2 separate regions of the Gossypium arboreum genome follow, and region 2 is linked to region 1. The links are chromatin contacts, called in public Hi-C maps. All regions are on one chromosome and are shown on one strand. The core of a region is the stretch at or near the end of the contact, and the rest is flanking DNA. Distances in the headings are between cores, read along the strand shown.

Region 1 (4,829 bases), core at 822-3,321:
CAATATGGCTTGAACATTCATACAATTTTTCTCATCGTAATTACTAATTTATTATCGCGATCAGTCCAAATAGAGTCTACGTAAGTCAGGCTTATTAGAAAAAAAGCGTTAAGCTCGGTATCAGTATTTGACCTTTTCCCTTGAACAACATATGCTAATTAAGTCTCCGAATCCTTGTTGACTCATACTAGCTTAGTATTTGTACTTTATCTGCACTAATGAGACCAGAAAAAAATAAACACGAAGGTTATCACTTTTCGTTATTTGGGTTCAAATCAAAGTTGCAAAAGTGAGGGTCTGAATTGCAAAAGAAAATTTTGCAAAAAGGTAAAAGGAAAAACCCTCATATGTTCTCTAATCCAATTAAGTTAATATCCAAGTTAGTCACCTACTTACGAAAATTAGCCATATTATCTCAACAAATTATCACCAACTCAGAAGAAGTTAGGCATTGAATAAATCTTAATATTGACCATATAGAAGAAACAGCATTTAGTTGTTGACAATGTGCACGATAAATAAATCTAAGTTGAATTTAATTAGTTTATACCGACTTCTTTAATTGCAAAAAAAAGTACGTGACAATTAATCGCTCTGGGACCATTGATTAAAATATTAACCTTGGAAACTTGGGGGGTTTAATGGTTTCCTTATTTTTCATCTTTCTCAATGTTGCTGTCACTCTTTGTCTGATTTTGAAATTCATGAAGCTGCTTAGTCGAGGATGGGATGCTCAACATGTTTGATGGCATATTATTATATATGCTTCAAGCAAAAAAGTGACAAATATTCGTGTTTTTATGACCAAGAGAGCGAGCTCACTTTTCAACCAACCATATTTCTTTGGCTGCTTCCATCTTCCATCACCAAGTACTTGTTTTAATCGAAACCAAATTGAACAGATTTTGATGCCTTGAGTGATCGGTGTCGGCATTATTAATTGTAAAAATTTGAAAACTGGAAACTTTATAGTGTCTGATATTCAGTCAGGTACAAGGCGAAGACAAAAGGCGTTGGCTTCCTAAAATGGTAAAATTGTTTTTTTAATCCCTTCAAAATTTTGAAATTATATGTTAATATTGGTAAATTTTCAGTCTAATCCTATTGAAAATTCTTAAATAATATGTTAATAAAATAATAAAATTATAGTTTAACTCCCTTAAAAATATAATTTAGTCTTTACCCCAAAAATAAATTTTTAGCTTTGTCTTTGAGTTAGTATAATCAATCACTAATTGGGGTTAGTCCAATTTTTGGGGCAAAACTTTTTTTGATACATCATTATCTAATTCTAAACTAGTAAATTGTTTTGATGTTAGAGTCTAATTTTTATTTTGTCCAACTTTCTTTGAAAATATTTACGAAGAATCTTAATAAAGTTTAAGTTTTAATGTGAGAATCATTGTCAAGTTTAGAGATTAACTTAGATAAAAAAAATTAATATTCCAATAAGAAAATGATTGTCAAATTCAAACAATAACTTGAAAAAAAAAAAGTTAAGTTACAATGTAATAACATTTTGTTACGTTCATACCTCAAGCTCTATATTTAGAAAGTGATTATAGTTTGAAAATAGGATATTATATAAATAATAGGGTTTGAATTTCAAAAAAAAAAATCAGTTTTTTCTAAAAATAATTATATGAACCCTTTCAAATTTCGGATATTTTAGGAGTTGGGACAGTCCCCTGCCCAATATAGCTCTTGTGAGGTGAGGCCTGAGAGAGCAGTTGTTTAGTGGGTGAAGTAAAACGTGGATAAGGAAAGTAGATGGAACATTGAGGTGTAAATATTGTTAAATTAATTACTATACTTATTAACTAGTTTATTTGTATTCCTTTTCCTCTACATTTTCCCTTTTCAAGTACTACGAAATGCAGAAGATGATTGCATAACAGTGAAAGGCAACAAAAGTGGAGACTTTCTTTCTCCCAAAATGGGTGTCGGTGTTTCACTTTTTGGACTGCACCTAAAAGCAAGTACCAGAATCCATGAGAAAAGGTTAGGGAAAATTTGGAAGTCCACAACATGACCTTGTTTTTCTTTTTTCCCAGTAAATCAGTATAATATGCTTGCCCTTCCCCTGTTTCCAAATGCCTCTCTCTTCGGTAAGACTTTGGAAACTTCACTTGTCTTGTCTTTTGCTTTTTGTCTTTACCAGAAGAGAGGAGAGGGGTGCTGTGAATCAGGTAGCATTTGGCCCCTCCCAATTAATAAATAAATGAATAAATAAATCAGGTACCAAACTATCCGATTCGAAGCGGTGGAATAGAAGGCACTGTCAAAGAATGGGACCAGAAAGATAGAAACAATCCTCCGCTCTACTAAAATAATGCTACAAGATAATCCAATTTCTAAACCCACCATCCTAAGCCAAACGGAAATACGCAAATTAATTATTGTTTTGTTCTTAAACATATTTTGCTAACCAATGCTTTTTAAAATGATTATTATAATTTCTCTTTAAAATATTTTGGGGACACTGGTTAGTATTTGCTTTTTATTTTTGGAAAAGCTTTTAAGGAATTAAAGGGGCATGCATAGCATGGGGTTTGATGCATCAAAGGGTTCCCATTTAAGTCAACCCTGAAGAAGAGCCTTGTAATTGATGAAATCGTGAATAAAAAGTCGCCTTATTAAGAGTATTTAAGCAGATGCAATGTGAATTTTTTTATTTTCATTATCCAGCAAGGAAGTGATTGACTCTGCAGAATTTACGCAATGAGATCTCATCTCATTTATTTTTCTGCAGCGTTGTGTTGGGTAGATTTATTATTGGTTCCTCTTTTTTGAAATTCACCTTCTGGCAGTGACACAAATTTATATCTACCCTTTCCTTTAATATCATATTCAAGTCTTCTCCCTCTCTCTCTCTCTCTCTCTCTCTCGTAGCGAAGCGGCTCTTTCTTTTGACTTCTAGCTTATAATGAAGTAAATTGGAGCCAATGTTACCCAAATCCCACAAACTCCCATGATACTACGGTGGGGATGATATTTTTGGTACTCCCAGGTGGATCCATGGTAGCATATGATTCAAGTCTAAAGTTTCAGTCTTTGTAAGTTGTGTCCATCTATCTCCAGAAACAACAATGGAGTGGATTTTCCATGAAATAGAGAAAAGGAGCTTGCTTTCTCCATCAGAGCAGCCATATTACCTCCCTCAATCACCAATACCGTTACTTCCTCCACCACAAAATTTGCAGTCTGATAGCTTCAATTTGAACAACAAGGTTAGTCCAAGTATATTACTCATCATTATAATCCTAGCTATCATTTTCTTTGTTTCTGGTTTGCTTCACCTTTTAGTTAGATTTCTTATGAGACCTCCCAATAGAGAGCCTGAAGATATAGACAATGTGACTGCTCTTCAAGGGCAGTTGCAACAACTATTCCATCTCCATGATGCTGGTGTCGACCAATCTTTTATAGATACTCTCCCTGTATTCCACTACAAAGCCATCATAGGAGTAAAAAACCCATTTGATTGTGCTGTTTGCTTGTGTGAATTCGAGCCTGAAGACAAGCTTAGATTGCTACCAAAATGCAGCCATGCCTTCCACATGGAGTGTATTGACACTTGGCTTTTGTCTCATTCCACATGCCCTCTCTGTAGAGCTAGCTTACTCCCTGATTTCTCTCCAAATGATAGCTGCTCCCCCATTGTTCTTGTTCTTGAATCTGGGAGTGAGAGCTCAAGAGAGATTGTAACCGATAGAGAAGGAGTTGTGGGCAGAAGCAGTTCACTTGTGAGATCAAGTTCCCACCTAGGCCTTTCTGGAGACACTGAATTGGGGTCATCCCAGCGTAAATCATGTGAAATCCTGGAAAAAGATGAAGTCAAGCCAACAGTAGTGCAGTCTGGGGAAAAAGTTGTGCCTGTTAGGCTGGGAAAGTTTAGGAACGTTGATGGCGGTGAAGGTAGCAGTAACAATAACGTGGATGATAGAAGGTGTTTCTCTATGGGTTCCTTCGCTTATGTAATGGATGAGAATTCTTTATTGCAAGTGCCGATAAGAACTCCAGCGAAGAAACCGTCGAGCAAGAAGAAGACTTGTTTGCCATTGACTCCTGGTCACCGCCCAGCAATTTCTGAATGTGATTGTGAATCAAGAAGAGGGTTCAATGGTTTTGAGATCACGAGGCAGTTTGAAACCAATGGGAGTTCTAGCACCAGTGACAATAATGGCAAAGCCATCGGTAAGAACAAGAAAGAAAGCTTCTCAATATCCAAAATCTGGCTTCGGGGGAAGAAGGAGAAGCAGAATTTTACAGAGGATTCGTCGAGGAGGGCCTTCTCATTCCGATATCCGGTGCGTCAGAATGCTGCTGCAGATGACTGTAATTCGAAGGTGAAGAATGTTACCGATGATGCCAAGGATACTATTTCTGAGATAGACTCTGGCAGGTGGGGAAATGGTATCAGTGAATTAGGTTTCGACGAGGAAAACCAAAGCTCCTATAGCTTAGATTCACAAGCTAAAACACCATCTTTTGCTAGGAGGACTCTGCTTTGGCTGGCTGGGAGACAAAACAAGGTTGTTCACTCATCCTTTACACCAAAACTCTAGTTTGTTTTTTCCTTTTACATTCTTTTCCTAGAGAACTTAGATGATCTTGTAGCAGGAAAAAGGGAAGAGAAAAAAGAAAAAGGTTATATTATAAGAAATCTTGGCCCAAATCTTTCATTCATTTCACCACAGCATATATTGTTAGGCATGCCCCAATTGATTTCTTTTGATGTTGTATGCTTTCATTTTTCATTGTTTATGGGTTCAGATTACTCATTCTTACAGAACAAAAATTCTCGTTCTTCTTAAAACATGACCAAA
Region 2 (4,322 bases), core at 34-2,533, 270 kb after region 1:
CTACAAATTTCGAGCTATAAGATTAAAATATTTTAATCTGTTAAAAAATATACGTAAGTATCATGGAGAGAATTTCATTTAGGGTTTACAATTGAAGAGGTTGGATTTTTTTTCGTTGGGGTTCTTACATTTTAAAGATTTTATTTATTTTTTAATACCACGTTAGCTTTTAAATAAATAAATAAATAAACTTCTCAAGTCATCTCCTTATTTGGCACTCTAGGTGGAGTGCCACATGGGAAAAGTTGATTATTAGTTGAATCACGAAATTCGTGAAATTTGGAGTTATTATATGGGTGAGATTGAAAAAATGTTTACATTAACAATTAATTGTTAAAATTAAATGATCAAAATAATTGATTGAATGTAATTTTTTGAGTTAAAGGATGCAATTAAATGAAAAAGAAAAACTTAATTGTTTTTTCAAAAAGTTATGAGCTTTTGTACCTTAAACTAAAAATATATAAAATGATGCAAATAATTGTATTTGTTTAACTTGTTTGCTTGACACAAAAAGGTTGTCTAAATTATTTTTCTTTTAGATATGATTAGTTATGTAGTTGAGACTACTTAAAAGATAATAAATAAATAAATAAACTTAACTAAAATTCTCTGAAAAAATAATCTAGTTTTTTTTAACAAAAGTAAATTTAAAACTCCATTTCGTATGAGAAATGTATCGCGGTTGACACAATGCATATAAAAAGCAATACAAATTAGGTGTTTGATTCCAAAATTTTGTGTGTATTACTTGTATGAAGCCCATTGGGCATTATATGAACGAGTAAAATAGGCTTGCAAGCTAGTAAGGCAACGACGTGCAGTTAATAAATATATAAAATGATTCAGGCTGGTGGGTCAAGGCAATTTGATCCAATAATGGCTCAAACCTCTCTTACCAACAAAGGTGGGCCTGGAAAAATGTGGTCTAAAAACTTGGGCTGCTGAGCAAGGTTTATTTATTTCTATTTTTTTTAAAAAAGACAAAACTCAAAAACAAACCACTTGTTTATTTGCACATTGACAAATTAGTCTATTAATTAAATAGCTTATTAAGACTGCAAATTCACTTTCATTAAATAGCTCATTAACACTCTCTTTGGACCCACCAATTACTTTGCATTGTTAATAAGCTATTTAATTAGTAGAGTAATTTGTCAATGTGAAGTAAACAAGTGGTGTGCTTTGAGTTTTGTCCTTGTTTTAATTGTTAAGACTTTAATGTGTTTTCAGACAAAGCACTAACTGATTCACAAGAAAAAGGTGTATAGTGTTAGGCAGTAGGGCAGGGCAGGAGTAGGCGGCGATGGATCAAGATGCTGTGCTGACTCTGCAATTTGTTACTACTTTATCTGGTTGAAATGGCGATTTTGTCCAATTTGACACAGTTTTAATTCAAAATAAAACATGAAGATCTGATAGGACGGTCCATGGGATAAATCAGCCGAATGCTGAAGTTACGTTACATGAATGTATAACTTTTTAACTCATCTGGACCACTTGAGCTTTTGCAGTTAAAAAAAAAAAGAAGGTTGAATTGATTTAACTGGTCTCTTGGGTCAGTCGATGGAATTGGATCTTTGGGCCTTTCATTGAATGCATGCCAATATGACCAGCAATTAGAACAAGTCTAATTTTAAGTAACATCCATCACTTTATATGAGAGTCCGATTCAAGTAAGCATAAGGATGGGTGTAACCCCAACATTGTTCACTATAAAATGACATCTGCATTTAGGGGAGGGGAGAAGAGGCTTTACCTTTTTCTTCCAACTTTAAATGGATGTAATTTCGGACATTGATGAGACTCCATTCAGGGTATTCGATTATCAAGCTAACTTCAAATGATTGGTGCCGAAAATAAAGTAGTTGATTCAATACCAAACCTCAAAAGAGAAAAGGTTCGTCTACTTTGCTACCTGGATGCGCCAAACATTTAAAATTCGGTCATTCCAAAGCATTTTATTCACCATAAGGGTGAAATGGAAAGAAAAATGATCTCAACTGTTTTAATAGATTTATATGTATTAAACTCTCAATATTCGTTTCGGATTCAATTATCGAAATACTTGAGATATAAGAAAACAGTGTTTCCTTTGTATTTTTAATTTTTCATCATGTTTCCTAAGATTCAAACAATTGGTAAGAGTTTGACATTGTTCGAGCAGTAGGCAGCTTCCTAGGAAAAGACATAAAACTCAATATTTCAAACAAAATTAAAAAGAAAAAAAGAATATTATGCTATATTAATAGGTGGAATTTCGACGAGTGAAATTAATAATAAAAAAATGTTATTGTGAGTATATTGGAAACAAAGTCTAAATAGAATTAAGAAAAGCAAAGTTGATGTGAAAGAAAGACTCATTCTCTTCACAACTCTTTGAAAACCAGCCGAAAACGTGGGCAAAGGACTTAACCAACCAAAATACTATAACATCTCTCTCTAATCCTTTTCTCATGAAAAATCTTGGGTGGGCTCAGGTCATTTTCGTACTAGATCATAATATCCTTAAAGGTTCGATTATTTTAAAAAAACTTTAGTCGCGTATTTACATAGGAAAAGCATGAGAAACAAAACAAAACAAAACCAATGACAGAAGAGCCCGTCAAACTTTCCAGCTTGTCGTGAAGGATCAAAGATTCTTTGGAAACTTGGCATCCTCTGCTTTTGTATTCAAATAAATAACGTTCAAAAGAGGTTGAGATAAGGTTGTTAGGTTAACTCATTTATCTTTTAAACACCATATAAGAATGTAATTAAATTATTAATATTACTATTTTATTTTTAATCCCGATATATGCAAAATTATAAAATATAAGGGTAGGACATAATTTGAAAATTCAAAGAGATGCAGCTGGGGTGAAAGGGGTCCACCACCAATTTCAAAGGTCTATCACCTTGGACTTGGCCTATTACCCACCCATTACGACTCTTTTTTCTGTTTTCACAACTACGCGTTATTTATGCTAATTCAAAGTTTCATTAACTTTTTCCTCTGCCATGTAATTTGGATGAATTTCCCCTACAAAATAATTATTACCTTCAATGTTGAGGATATCACGTGATTTCAACCTTTGTACCACTACTATAAATTATTTATGTTGGAATCAACAAATACAAAAAAAAGGTGAGCATGGCTGGGCAGTGCTCAACTAAAAATTTAGACCCGTTTATTAGGTTCGGGCTTAATTCGGTCTAAAAAATAGTCTAAAATTTTGTTCAAGCTCGACCCAGATAAAAATGCTAAAATCTGGGTCCGATTCAGTCCACTCATATTAAATTTTGTATTATTTTTTATATAATTTTAAAAAATATACAATACATCAAAAATACTAAAAATATCAAAATAAATATTTCTCAACAAATTAAAAATAAATTTTAAAAAATATATCTACCTAAATAATACTAAGCTAGATGCAACTTAACAAGTAAATGTCTCTAAAATAATAACAAAATTATCAAATGTCTTTAAAATAATAACAAAATTAACAATAGAATAAATTTTATACAATATCCATACAATAACAACAAAATAGTAACAATATAATGGTAAATGATAGTAAAATAGGGAGAAAATCAAGAAAATAATATTAAAAAAAGTAAATTTTTTTGTCATTTAGTAGATTTAGGTCGGGTCGGACCAGACTCAAGCGTTTAAATGGGCCTTATTTTTTTCTTGTCTAAATTCATTTTTCAGATCTATATTTTTGCTCAAACCCTCCCACATTTTGGACGAGCCCGGCTCGACTCGACCCATTATCAGGTTAGTTATTAGATGATATTTGGTTTAGGAAATCTAAAATTATGGGGGGGGGGGATGCTGGTATGCTGTATCATTTTATTTACTTCATTTAGTTAGAATATAAAATTGAGTTGTTTGACTAACGAAATTTAAGATTATTTTAAATATATTTTATTAAATTATACTTGTTATATATATATATATATATATATATATATATTTAAACGAGTTTAGTTCTTTTAATATTATTTAATTTTAATTTTTATAAAATTATGATAAATCTTATTTTTATTACAATTTATATATTAATAAATAAATATATGATGTTTAAATAAATTTATAAATTTATAAATTATAATTATAATTATAATTATAATTATAATTTTGAAATATAAGATCTGTTGCTTCCTACTTAAGATTTCTTTTTGTTCTTAATTATACTTAAATTTTATTTGATATAAATTGATCTAAAATTTATTATTATGCCTTTAACCTAAAAATTATTAAAAAGGAAAATAACAAAATTACACCCATATTAATACCATTTTAAAAACCAAACCCACTTTTAATATTATTTTGT

Evidence for each region. Hi-C and Micro-C count contacts between places; a contact is called where the count stands out from the background.
Region 2: a Hi-C map of leaf shows a contact between it and region 1, with 3 times the contacts expected there. The contact joins the enhancer-like site here to the promoter of LOC108470269 in region 1. A contact is called at or near these places in 3 of 5 Hi-C or Micro-C datasets (all in leaf).

The regions. Positions count from the first base shown.
Region 1 is chr8:101,222,063-101,226,891 of ASM2569848v2, forward strand. LOC108470269 (RING-H2 finger protein ATL13) reads left to right here and starts at 2,072. Exons shown (of 1, transcript XM_017771566.2): 1 at 2,072-4,666. The coding sequence starts at 3,090. The coding sequence ends at 4,568.
Region 2 is chr8:101,494,053-101,498,374 of ASM2569848v2, forward strand. No RefSeq gene overlaps it. Among protein-coding and RNA genes, the nearest start is that of LOC128279413, 83 kb to the left of the region's middle. Within about 2 kb of position 1,284, at least 2 of the 2 cell types and tissues checked have an H3K27ac peak or open chromatin away from gene starts, as enhancers often do. A contact at or near this core is called in leaf, where this site is marked.